Linked DNA regions of Danio rerio: region 2 is linked to region 1. Evidence: chromatin contacts called from public HiCAR-type data. All regions are on one chromosome and are shown on one strand. Each heading gives the region's core, a stretch centred on a gene start, on an enhancer-like site or on the middle of the called end of the contact. The rest is flanking DNA. Distances are from core to core; before and after follow the strand shown.

The links. HiCAR-type assays count read pairs that join an accessible place to other places.
Region 2: a HiCAR-type map of caudal fin shows a contact between it and region 1, with 7 times the contacts expected there. The contact joins two enhancer-like sites. A contact is called at or near these places in 4 of 18 Hi-C or Micro-C datasets (caudal fin, embryo and hematopoietic stem cells) and 1 of 4 datasets of contacts at active chromatin or transcription factors (caudal fin).

Annotation. Positions count from the first base shown.
Region 1 is chr23:15,145,711-15,152,115 of GRCz12tu, reverse strand. No RefSeq gene overlaps it. Among named protein-coding and RNA genes, the nearest start is that of mir1388, 6.4 kb to the right of the region's middle. Within about 2 kb of position 3,950, at least 3 of the 62 cell types and tissues checked have an H3K27ac peak or open chromatin away from gene starts, as enhancers often do.
Region 2 is chr23:15,327,148-15,332,983 of GRCz12tu, reverse strand. The region is part of intron 3 of zbtb46 (zinc finger and BTB domain containing 46); the gene reads right to left. Among named protein-coding and RNA genes, the nearest start is that of lmod3, 25 kb to the left of the region's middle. Within about 2 kb of position 3,498, at least 24 of the 62 cell types and tissues checked have an H3K27ac peak or open chromatin away from gene starts, as enhancers often do.

The sequences.
Region 1 (6,405 bases), core at 2,701-5,200:
AAAACTATTTTAGTCATGCCAAGCGGATGAAAATTTTGTTGTGTTATGAATGGGCTATATGCACAGAAGTGTTGTTCAGCCACTGAAATCTTCCGGCAAAAGGCTGATGTGACTATTTTCAGTTTCATAAAAGATCTTTAACAGCATCGATAAGGTAGATTTTTGTTAAGTTTAACAACAAAACATTAAAATAAAATAAATAGCGCTATTCTGCCTAGCCTGCTTTACTGAGGTGAAGATGGCTTTATATTCATATCACATTAGTTCATTTTTGAACAATGACAACCTGTGATGCGCTTTGAATACTACTTTGAATATTCGGTCTGAAATAGCATGTAAGTATGGCTTGGTAATAAGTGTTCTTGCTTGCTGCTGGTCAAGCACTAAGCATACAGTAGTTGCTTTTGGACAGCTCGTGTGTGTGTGTGAGAGAGAGATCAGTGATGCTTGCATTCATGAAATATTGCACATTATGACAAGTTTTGCTAACTAACTGAAAATGTGCTCAATATACAGACATCCCAAGTCTTCTGAAAGTTCCGGGAGTCTCCGGCAAATGCATCGAAACTCCTGGAGGCCCGCAAAGGAATGATAATCTCCCAAAAATTGTGCGTCTCCCCCTCGGTCCTTAAATACATAGGACACCTCTCTCCACCGCATCACTCCCAGCTCTTCAGGTATGTTATATGGGACACCCATAACAATAACAATGTCATATGGGACACCCTTCCAACTCGTACACTTTGCAAGCATGTGCAATTTAAGACCAAAAGTCCACACAAATTATGCCATTGGGACAGGACCCAAGTTGACTATGTGCCACAGTGTGCTTGCACTCTGGTCGGTGTGGCACAAGCCATTGAAATGAATGGGTTTCATAGCACATCACTTTCCACATCTAGTGCAAAAAGTGAAACCAGAGTGCTAAACACTGCTGGCCATTGGACATAGCATAGCCTTTTTTCAGCTTATGATTTTGTATACATTTTTCTGAAAGTGTTTAGGACAAAACAAACAATCTGAAACTATTTGAAGTCATTTTGAATGTATGTTAACATAAAAGTGAAGAAGAAAGTGTTTTAGAATGTTTTGGATGCATGAAAAAATTGTACATAAATAAAAAAGAATCTTTATGAGAACGGGGCCCTTTAAAACAAAGTAGCCTACAAGTTTCAGGAACAGATCTATTACATAAAACACCCCAAAAGCACACTGATGACTCAAACTTTCAGCAACACACACAGATTCACATACAGGTTCTTCCCGCTGAGGCAGTGTGATAACCTCAAGAGGATCTACACATGGCTCTTTGTCTCCCCATAGCCTGTAGATCCTCTGTAGGCTATACGGTTTATATTAATGACTCACAATACCGCACCTGACACTTATATTCATTAATATTTCAATGGTTAGATAATTGGCATACTATATGCCCCTTGCCCTGTCTTGGGTAGCCTTATGTTTTATTTAAATGTTGTGTGCTTTACTATACAGTCAATTCAGTATATCAAGTGGTTTACCTGTGCATGAAGTGAGTTGGTTCATGAGGGCAGACTTGTTGAAATCATGCAACCAGTCAAATAAAAAGTAAGGTATAATGTACATAGCCTAATGCCAAGCAGAGGGCTGTTATTTATTGCTGCAGTCACACCAGAGTTTGCATGTGTAAAATTCTGTAGTATGATCCTTCGAAAAGGGGTAGGATTAAAAAAGATAATTAGACATTAAAAAGTGTGTGATTGGTCCATGTTTTAAATTTCAACCAAATTATTGTTACAGAGTCCACCAAGCTTAAACTTTCCAATGCAGCGAACTGCGAGACCTGCCGCACGACCTTGCGTTTCCGGTCTGACGCATGATGCGTATGAATGGAAGTCTATGAGAAAAAAAGTCCAGTGTGACCGCAGCTTAAGACTAGAGGGCTTAATTCTGTATAATAACCACCTATATGTACATTATTTAGCTTACCTGCCACAAAACTAAACATTTGGACACCAAACATTATCTGAACTGTAATAATATAATGAACTCTTTAATTAAATGACATCTGATGGAAACAAAAACTCTAAATACAACCTAGCCGCTTTATTATTATTTCACAAGATGGCATTTTCCCAGTTACGATCTGATAGTGACTTCGCCCACTTACTTAGGAATAAAGAATCAAAGCGTAGTTAGAAAAAATGTAAGTCAGTGGGCTAGATCAGTGGGCTTTTATGTTTTCATTTCTCTCTCTCCTTTTTTTTTTTTTTTTGTAATTTAATAATTTGGTTTGGTTGATAACACTATCCAGGTGACAACACAGGTGATACCACTAAAACTGTCATGCTAAATTGTAGTAAAACTTGATGGGGTCAGCTTGGCGTCACTATACTTTAATGCATTTTTAAGCAGACTCCTAGTATAAACCTTTGGCATTTTAAATAAAATCAAACAAATTCCCTTAATACCTAAATGCCCCAATTATTTAATAAATAATAAATGACAAGTGAGATTTAAATGATATTTGTAATCTTACAAAAGACTACATCCTTTGTAATCTTAACCTTTTTTATATAAAGCAGGCTTTCTCAAACTTAGCTCATAAAACATCCGCACAGATAAAGGCTGCTCTTTTTCACATATTCACATTTCGCAGATTACTAATATTAATTTTGTGCAATTCTTAGTATGATCTATTCGGGATTACACACAATCATTTAAATTTTTAGAGGTTGGTACAATGTTTTATGAATTACTTCTGATGAACACAAAACAATATATTCTGAAGAATAATACAAACATTCTTCACAATGTCCTATTTTGTGCTTCATGGAAGAATAGTCAGCATTATTATTATTATTATTATTATTATTATTATTTATTTTTATTGATTATTAGTTATTTTTATGCCACTTTATGTAATATTTTTTATGCCACTTTATGTAATAAAAAATTACAGTAGCCATATTATGGTTTATGTAAAAGTTTACATTTTATTTTGGATGTCTCCAAGAAGGCTTACAAACATGCAAAGTCTAAAAGCACTTGCTCAGTCTCAAAATGTTTATTATTTGTTTTTTTTTTTGCCTTATTTTCTTAATAACTTCCAAACTAGTCACCTAATAAAACGACAGCCATTGACATCTATAGTAGGGAAAAAAAATGTAAGTCAGTTTTTTCCCCAACTTTCTTCAAAATTTTTTCTTTTGTGTTCAACAGGAAAAATTAACTACTTTAGAACCAGTAAAGAATGGATAAATTATGGCAAAATTTTTATTTTTAAGTGAACTATCCCTTTAAATTTAGACAAACAATAACATATTACAAACATACAAACATATTTGCACAAACAATATTGATGACAGAATTGCTCAACTAAGTATAATTATCAACTGATTTGCGTCTTTTTCTCTTCTTATTAAAAAAAAAATTAACAACGCTGGTAAAATTGTGCAATGGTCCCTCCAGTGGTGAATATTATTCATGTGTCTGTTTTATTAATTTCCCCAGCAGTAACACAGAGACAGCAGCGCAGATGAGACACGTCTGCAAGTGCAAACCACCCTGTGAATAACCGATTAAAACACCTCCCGAAGACCTGAGCAAACACACATGAAGATTCCACATCACTGGTAATGATATTTCCACACACTGTTTCCCCAATTCAGACCATTACTTTCCTCATTATTTTCATTTCTAGACCACTTTATTTTGTCAGACGTGTCAGCAATCCATCCCATAATCCACATTTCTTCGTACGCAGCTCACTGCCACCTGTAGAAACAGCTGGCATCTCTGATTCCTAGAACGACACAGTAACGACTTCTAGGCTTATGGTTAATGTGCATAAAAGTATACGATTAAGCGTCTGAAAGCTGCTTTAATAAAGCTTGTTTGCAGCACATGCGTCAGCTGGAAGGCTGTTTCTGCTCTCTGCTCTTTTGTTGAAGCTTTAAATCCTTTGACTCAGTGACCCGGTCGGAGTGGGTCCCTCTTACTCTTTATCAGATTGCCACACCGATCGTGATTAACACTGTGTGGCCTTAAGGATTTGAGCACAAACGTTGCGGATAAGGGGTTTTTGAGTGGCATTACACACAGAGCCTGAAGTTAACACTTATCTAGTGCCAAATAACAGTGAAAATCAGCGATGGAGAGTACAGTTTATGAAATAAACTGTGTTAGCACTGCACAATACTAGACAAATATTCAATATTGTTGGTTAGTATTGACTATTTCTTACTATATAAACTATCCCTTGAAAAATTCCATTTTTATTAGCTGTGATTTTACATAATGTATTTATGTAGCCTAATATTAACATAAATTGGTAAAAAAAATAATATTTTTCAGATCTAAATAATTCTAATTCTGACAAAAAACAAACAAACAAGAATTGTCATAGATATATGCAAAATCGCCCTCCTATACCTTCAAATAGGGCACTTCGTCACCTTAGAATTATGGGGTTCTATCTGAGAGTTATTGACATATTCTTATTAAATGACAACTTATTTGCATTATGGGATGTTTTTTTTAATTGTTTACATTTTAAAACTTTTTATTTAAAAAACAAATGTTACAAATAGTGTTTGCTATATAGAATGCAATAGAAATATAGAAGCTCAATATCTCAAAATCATTCAGAATGCAGATAGTACTTTTTATAATCCAAGGTGACGACTAATTGAAGGAGCTGTCAATTCTAGTGGACATTATGAAGTGCACTCAGTCAATTCCATAATCCACAGCAATGAGGAGTCTACAACCCATGTATGACATATTAAAACATGAACTTATGTTTAAAATATGTTATTTATATGTCTTGTCTTATACAAGACTACAATATGTGAAAGCACTGGTTTGTGTAAAGTAAAATAATCTGGCGTTTTATGTTGCATCCCAACCTGTTAATAAGGTCAAAATTTATTTTGTTGGTCCATTTGTTGAATTTAAGTTACATTGCATCTACATGTCAACTAACTCTCATTAAATTTTAAATAGACTATTAGGTTGGGGTTAGGGTTGGGGTTAGTGTAAGTTGACATGTACTTGCAAAGTTTCTTATAGTTAGTTAAATGTCTGTTGAAGGAGCAGTATCAACAGATATTAAGTAAGAAAGTGTTACTGTTAATAATGTTTACATGTTAATAATTTTATTTATGGGGATGTTAACAAGATGTTATCTTTCCATCACATTCAAATAATTTAAAAACTATACTTAGTTTATTTACTTATTTTATTTATATACAAGCAAGGGAAATGTAGCTTAAATTAACCTTTATCTTTAAGATGCAGTGCGGTTATATGCGAATACAAAATTTTGTTTGAGAATAATGAAATTTGAATGTGACAGAAATGAGAATGTTAATTAGTACAAACATTTTATTAGGTTTAATATTTTATTTTTAAAATATAGTAGTACGCTCACTACACATATTTTTGAATATATTTTTATAAAACATTTTTTTTTGTAATTTTTAAAAAACATTTCTGGTGGGACAGTGGGTAGCGCTGTAACAGCAAAAAGGTTGCTGGTTCAAGCCTCAGCTGGGTCAGTTAGCATTTCTGTGTGGAGTTTGCATGTTCTCCCCATGTTGGTGTGGTTTCCTCCAGGTGCTTTAGTTTCCCCCACAAGTTCAAAGACACGTGGAACAGGTGAATTGGGTATGCTAAAATTGACCGTAGCCCAGGATTAATAAAGGGACTAAGCCGAAAACAAAATGAATGAATGAATGAATGATATTAATAATAATAATGATAATAATAATTATTATTATTATTATTATTTTAATTATTATTAGTAGTAGTAGTATTATATTTAAAATATTTCAGTGTTGAATGAGAGTGGCTATTTTGGGTACAGTAGTAGTCTATAAACACTACAACCTTAGCACGCATTCTAACTCATTGTTTTCATTTTTATTAGCATATAATTAAAATAATTTAATAATAATAACAATAATAATAATAATTAATAAGAATAATAATGATGATAATAATAATAATAACAATAACAAAAATAGCATGAATAATAATAATTAATTATTTCATAATTATAAAAATGCATGTAGGGATGCAATGATATAGCGTTAGATAGACTTTACGTATAAATCATGTGCTTCCACATATAGACATCTAAAAATTAAATATTTTATCATGATCATTACACATATGATTTTTAAAAGTTTCTTCAGGGAAATTGTTATCGCAAGAACTATTCAACAGCAATATTGCATATCACATATTTTCTCAGTAACGTGCAACCTTACCATGTACACTCAACCAATAGAAAATCCCCATAATGCACTGTGAGAGTTTGCAGACCAAACGAATTTCCGCGTCTGACCACAACATGACATCTAAAGAGCATTCAGTGCGTTTCAAAATAAAATAAATGAATTAAAATGACATTTGTATACA
Region 2 (5,836 bases), core at 2,249-4,748, 180 kb before region 1:
TCTGAGTCTGAACTATCTTATATTTAAAAAAAAAAATTTCTCTCGTTTACATCTTGGTCACTTGAACACCAAAGAATAACCCACAAGCAGCAAAATGAGTAAGAAATAATCATCTCTGGAAAGTTTCTTTGCTAAGGGGAAGATGCACAACCCATTTGTCAACAAGTCAGGTGAATCCAACATGTGAAAGATCAACTGCTGGAGATCGTAAAGATTGGCGGCCTTTTAGGGGCCATTTGCATACGTATCTTTTCTAGAGTTTCTAGAGAAATTCATATTTCCAATAGAGGTGTGACAAGTATTGACCGGTCCGCGGTGATAAATCAAATCCCACTATTACCAAATTTAACTACATCATGTCAACTTAAAATGCGGTGTATCTGAAACTTGTTTAAACGTTATTTTTACAGAAATGTAAGCTATACATCATATTTGGCATTTAAATTATGTTTTAATCTTGGATTCAGGCTTTGTACTTCATTTGTGTTCATTATAGGCTAATTGAACCATCTATTTTTGAATAGTTTGGGTTTACATTGATTTGTGTTTAACCTCTTCAAAATCTAAACACTGTGCCTTTTGAAAGGGATGAAATGCCATATCATTCTGTTAGTTTTCATTCCCATTCATAGAAATACACACTAGTGTGTGATATGTTTCTGTTGTTAATGCTGTTATTTTATATTAATATAACATTCTAGCGTGAACTGTGACACAAAGAGATTGATGCGGCGATTTGTCAGTGTTACTTTATCACTCGTACTTGGCGCCAGAGAGTTAAAGACTTGAACCTGAGCACACAGCCAAAGGGTTTGTCAGAAGTGGGATTTGAACCCACGCCTCCAGGGGAGACTGCGACCTGATTGCATCGCCTTAGACCGCTCAGCCTTCCTGACATGCTGGTTCGAGCCTTGCCTGGGTCAGTTGCCGTTTCTGTGTGGAGTTTGCATGTTCTCCCTGTGTTCGCATAGGTTTCCTCCATGTGCTCCGGTTTCCCCCACAGTCCAAAGACATGCGGTACAGGTGAATTGGGTAGGCTAAATTGTCCGTAGTGTATGTGTTTGTGAATGAGTGTGTATGTGTTTTCCAGTGATGGGTTGCAGCTGGAAGAGCATCTGCTGCATAAAACATATGCTGGATAAGTTGCCGGTTCATTGCGCTGTGGCAACCCCAGATTATTAAAGGGACTAAGCCAAAAAGAAAATGAATTATAAAAAATAACATTCTTTGCTCATTTAACGTTTAACGACTAGTCAAAAATAGAATGAAACATTTTTAATAAAATAAAGCAAACATCCCAAACTGTCATCTGTGGCATTGTGTTTTACATTTAAGTACATGCTCTCACATTGGGGCTGGGCGATTTGGCCTAAAATCTAAATCTCGATTAATTGAACATTTTAACCTGATTATTATTAATGAATGATTATTTTATTTATTTATTCAATCTTTTTGCCCATTATAGTTCACTAACAAGTTATTATATACTGATAAAGGCATCTCTGGCATAGCTTCCAATCATCGTGAATGTAGAGCAAAGTAAGGCTCAAGAATATGTCCATCATCCTATTTCACCACAGATCAGATGGGGCTGCAAAGTGGCCACAGAAGTAATGAAGTGGGGTCACGCAACACGTAGGAAAAGTAATTACAAAAAAATTGTCCTGGAAAATTGTGATTAATTATAGGTTCTAAATGTCGATTTTGACTACTTTCGATTAATTGGCCAGCTCTATCTCACGTTTTTTAATTTTACATTTTGGAACTGGTCAAATTTTTGTGCTGCATTTAGACCTTTCTAGTTTCATCTGGAATGTGTCTCAGGCCCCCTTCAATAAGTGTTTTGAGTGATCAGATATATTCAACTCCATTTCAGATCTGATCAGAAAAAAAAAAACACACACACAAAGCTGACCAGGTGTTAACAGCCATATAGTTTTCTATTTGAAACTGAGCTTTGATAAATTCAGATGTGCTTAATTCTTGTTAGAGCTAAACACTGCAGGACAGTAACCCGTCAAAAACAGGTTTCTAAAATATTTATTAGAAAACATATGAAAACACACACAATTGATTTTGTCTGTGTTGGAAAGGGTCCAGAAAACACCCCTTTTTCTTTTCCACTGGCTATGTTGCTTGTAGGATAGTGTGAGAACACACAAGGACTGATCACAACTTTAAAGGGCTTATGTCTTTTCCTTTCACATCTCATTTATCTGTATAATTTAGGGTCAGCACGGGTGAGAGCAGAGAAGAGCTAATTACTGACATAATTCCCGCACTCACATACTCACTCGTATACAGCACACACGCACACACACACACACACACACACAAGAAGATGTAGCAGGATGAAAGATTTAGGACATTCCCTAATCTATCCTCATCCCTCATCATCTCCTTCTAGTTGAGCACAGGACACAAGAGATAGATTTTCCTGCAGAGGGCAGCATTGTGCTCAGATTTAACAGCTGAATTCACTACTTAACACTTCGACCAGTTACAGATACCCCCGTGCTTAAACCAATATTGCAGAATAAGCACATGACTAGTTCAGTAGTAAAAAAAAGAGGGGTGCAAAGCCACCCAAAAAGGAAAAAGCATTGGCATAAAATGCACTGAGATCACTGTGTTCTCCAGTCTTACGTTAGATCTTGGATAATCCTGGGTGGTGCAAAGATCAGACAGCTCTTTATGCGTAAAGAGAAATAATGCCTAATTTTGCATAGAAATTTTGCATAGAAATCGGCAGCCATATTCGGTAGTCATTTAAAGCAAAAACGAAAGACGATTTGGATTTTATTTCCAGAATAAACAAATCTGACATACAGTAAAAATGAAGGTAGAAATGTCAACAGTGCTGTGGCCAAAAGACCTTGATTGGGACGACTTGGTGTGTTACACATTCCCTTATCAATCCAATAAAAAGTGTTGCTGGTTTGGTGAATCAATCGTCTACATGGATATGGCCGTGATGGTCTTCCTTTAAACCATGCAAGTTCCATAACTGCTCAGTGGGCGAGATTCCCGATTGACAGCAGACCTTGCCGTGGGTGGCCAGGTTTTTCTGTGTGCTGAAGGTTCGGGAGCAGGCGGGACACGTGTACACTCGCTCGCTGGAATGCACGGACGACAGGTGGCGGTTCAGGTCCGTGCGGTCACGAAAGTGCTTGAGGCAGTACACACATTGCATCAGCTTCCGTTTGAGGTGGATGGTCTTCTCGTGGCGGTCTGCGTTGGACTTGAGAGTGAAGCTGGCCGGACACTGCGAGCAGTGGTAGCGTGCCGGCTGAGGGTTGAGCGGAGACGCGGAGGCCACTAGTGGGCGATGGTGGTCGAGGCAGTCCAGTGAGAGAGCCATAAGTGAAAGCGTGTGGCTGTATTCGTGCTGTCTCAGTTGAAGCAGGCTGCTAAACAGTTGCTTACACAGAGAGCAGGCGAGCTCCTGCCGCCAGCCCGGCCCTCCGCCCTGCACCTCCGCCACACACACTCCATGCTTCTCCTCCACCATCTGATCTTCCTCTACAGGAACCTGGATGCGCTCCAGCTCTGAGAGGGAGGGAGGGAGAGAGAGGTGAGAACTAACGCCAGGATATCAGCTTATGAATGTGAAAAATAACAGGCAGTCATGTGGCGGGCCATCGGCATCACAGACGCCACGCATACCTGCATTGTTATTTGGACTATTGTCTTCCTCTTGCATTTCCTCCTGTAAGAAGACACACACACACATGCAAATCAACACTTGTGTACTTCGGATCACAAGTCTGTATAGAGGTACTCCTCAGGCATGCAAGTTCAAGAGGTAAAACACAGACACAATGGAAAAGGAAGAGATCTTGAAGAAAGAAAGAAAAGCAGAGAAACAGTTGGCTGCAGAACAGTCAAGGCAACAAAACATGAGATGCAAAAGATAGCATACAAACAATGTTAAGTAGAAATATTGTAATGTTATATGCATAAAGCAATATTTGGTACACAGCCAGTAATGTGGTTCAAATTGTGGTTTCTAACAACAGATGCAACAGGTTACGCTCTTGGGACACAAAAGGATATTCGGCATTTGTCTATGTGAATAGGTGTGTGTTTGTTTGGGAGGTGGAGGGTTACAGAGCTGACTGTTTTTTTTTTAACTTGTGCTCTAGGTGGCATGCAGCTTGTACGTGTATAGGTGTGGCCCATCCCCCTTGTTCTCGATCCGCCCTCCCTTGCGTAAGAGTGACACATTATGGTTTAAGCAAACAGATGGCTTGTCCACAGAGATGGTACAACTTCTTGGGGGGGAGGTCCTGCGAAACCAAATGCCACCTCAGCACACACAGGGAGAATGCAATTTCCTGCTCTCACCCAAGAAAACAAAACCCACCCTGCCCCTCTGCATTTTCCATCACTATTGATTTCTATAGCCACCTGGATCCCCCTTTTATCAGAAGAGGGCAGATATTATCAATATATTAATCAAACTGACAGTTGTACTGGTATTAAGACAATAGGCACCCTCAACTCCTTTTTTTTTTGTAGTTTTGGGATAGAATCAGCAGAGGTCAATGGAATTAGTTTAAATATGGTTAGTAAACATAACCACTATAGAGTTTAGGACGAACGTGATCGCAAAAAGTACAAATAGTTCATTAGTATGGGTTTTATTGGCTGATTGGTGTCCCCCAATCTTAAATGTCTAATCACATTTTTGCTAAATAGTTATGTATTATTAAGCCCAAAGTATTGGAAAATCTACACTAATCTCCAGTGCTTAATTTGTGAGGTGTCACTGAAGAAAGTTAAGAGTGGGTAGAGGGTGTGTGTATGTGTGAGGAAGGGGATCGGTAAAATTAGGTACTGAACCAGATTTCAGAGGTGCCGGATCCAGCTTGTTCCGGCACAAATTAAGGCCTGCTGATCTCACAGGAGAACATAATTTCAAATGAATACATACAGTCTCATCTGTAGGTTTTTTTTTTTTTAGTTAAGCATGAAACCCACACCAATAATTGGCTGTCACTGTGGCATAAGCTGGAAAAACAGGTCATATAACTTTATACAAATGACTAATTACCCACCAAAATGTTAAATATTTACTAATTGCCATAAGAATTCATTCATTCATTCACATTCTTCAGCTTATTTATTAGAGCTCGCCACAGCAGAATAAACCGTCAACTACTCCGGCATACGTTTTACACAGTGGATGCCCTTCCAGCCACACTCCAGTACTAGAAAACACCCCCAGACTTTCACATTCACACACACATTCATGCACTATGGCAATTTTAATTCATTATGAACCTGTGCACTGGTCTTTATTTTGCTCACAGAAAGATAAAAAGAAAAAGACAGAAACATGAATTAAAAATGCGAAGAACTTGCAGGAGCAGAGCAGCAAAAAAAAAAAAAAAAAAAACAGTGAATCTACAGAAACAAGACATTCTTAAAAAAGATATATCAAGAGACACAGAACTGAAAGATAAGTGGCCTATTGGGTGTTTGTTGGACTTACCTCAGTGGGTGAGGCCTTCGGGGCCTGTTCCGCATAGAGCTTGTCTGGGGGGCCGCCAGACTGTGGCATATAGTGGGCCCCTGGGGGCTGTAGCATGGATGGTGGAGGCGGCAGTAGAAGAGGAAGAGGAGGAAGAGTAGATGGAGGAGAAGATGAAGACGCCCCGTGTTTGCTACCAAACAGGCCCCCTGGATGGTGGGAGCTGCTGCTGCCATTGGAGCAACGAGGCCCTGAGGAGCACAGGAAATGAGTCTCACCCACCTACTCTCAGACCAGCGGCCATCTTCCACACAGCAGCAGAGAGAGAGGAGGAGGAAGAGGAGGAGGGGAAGAAGGGGG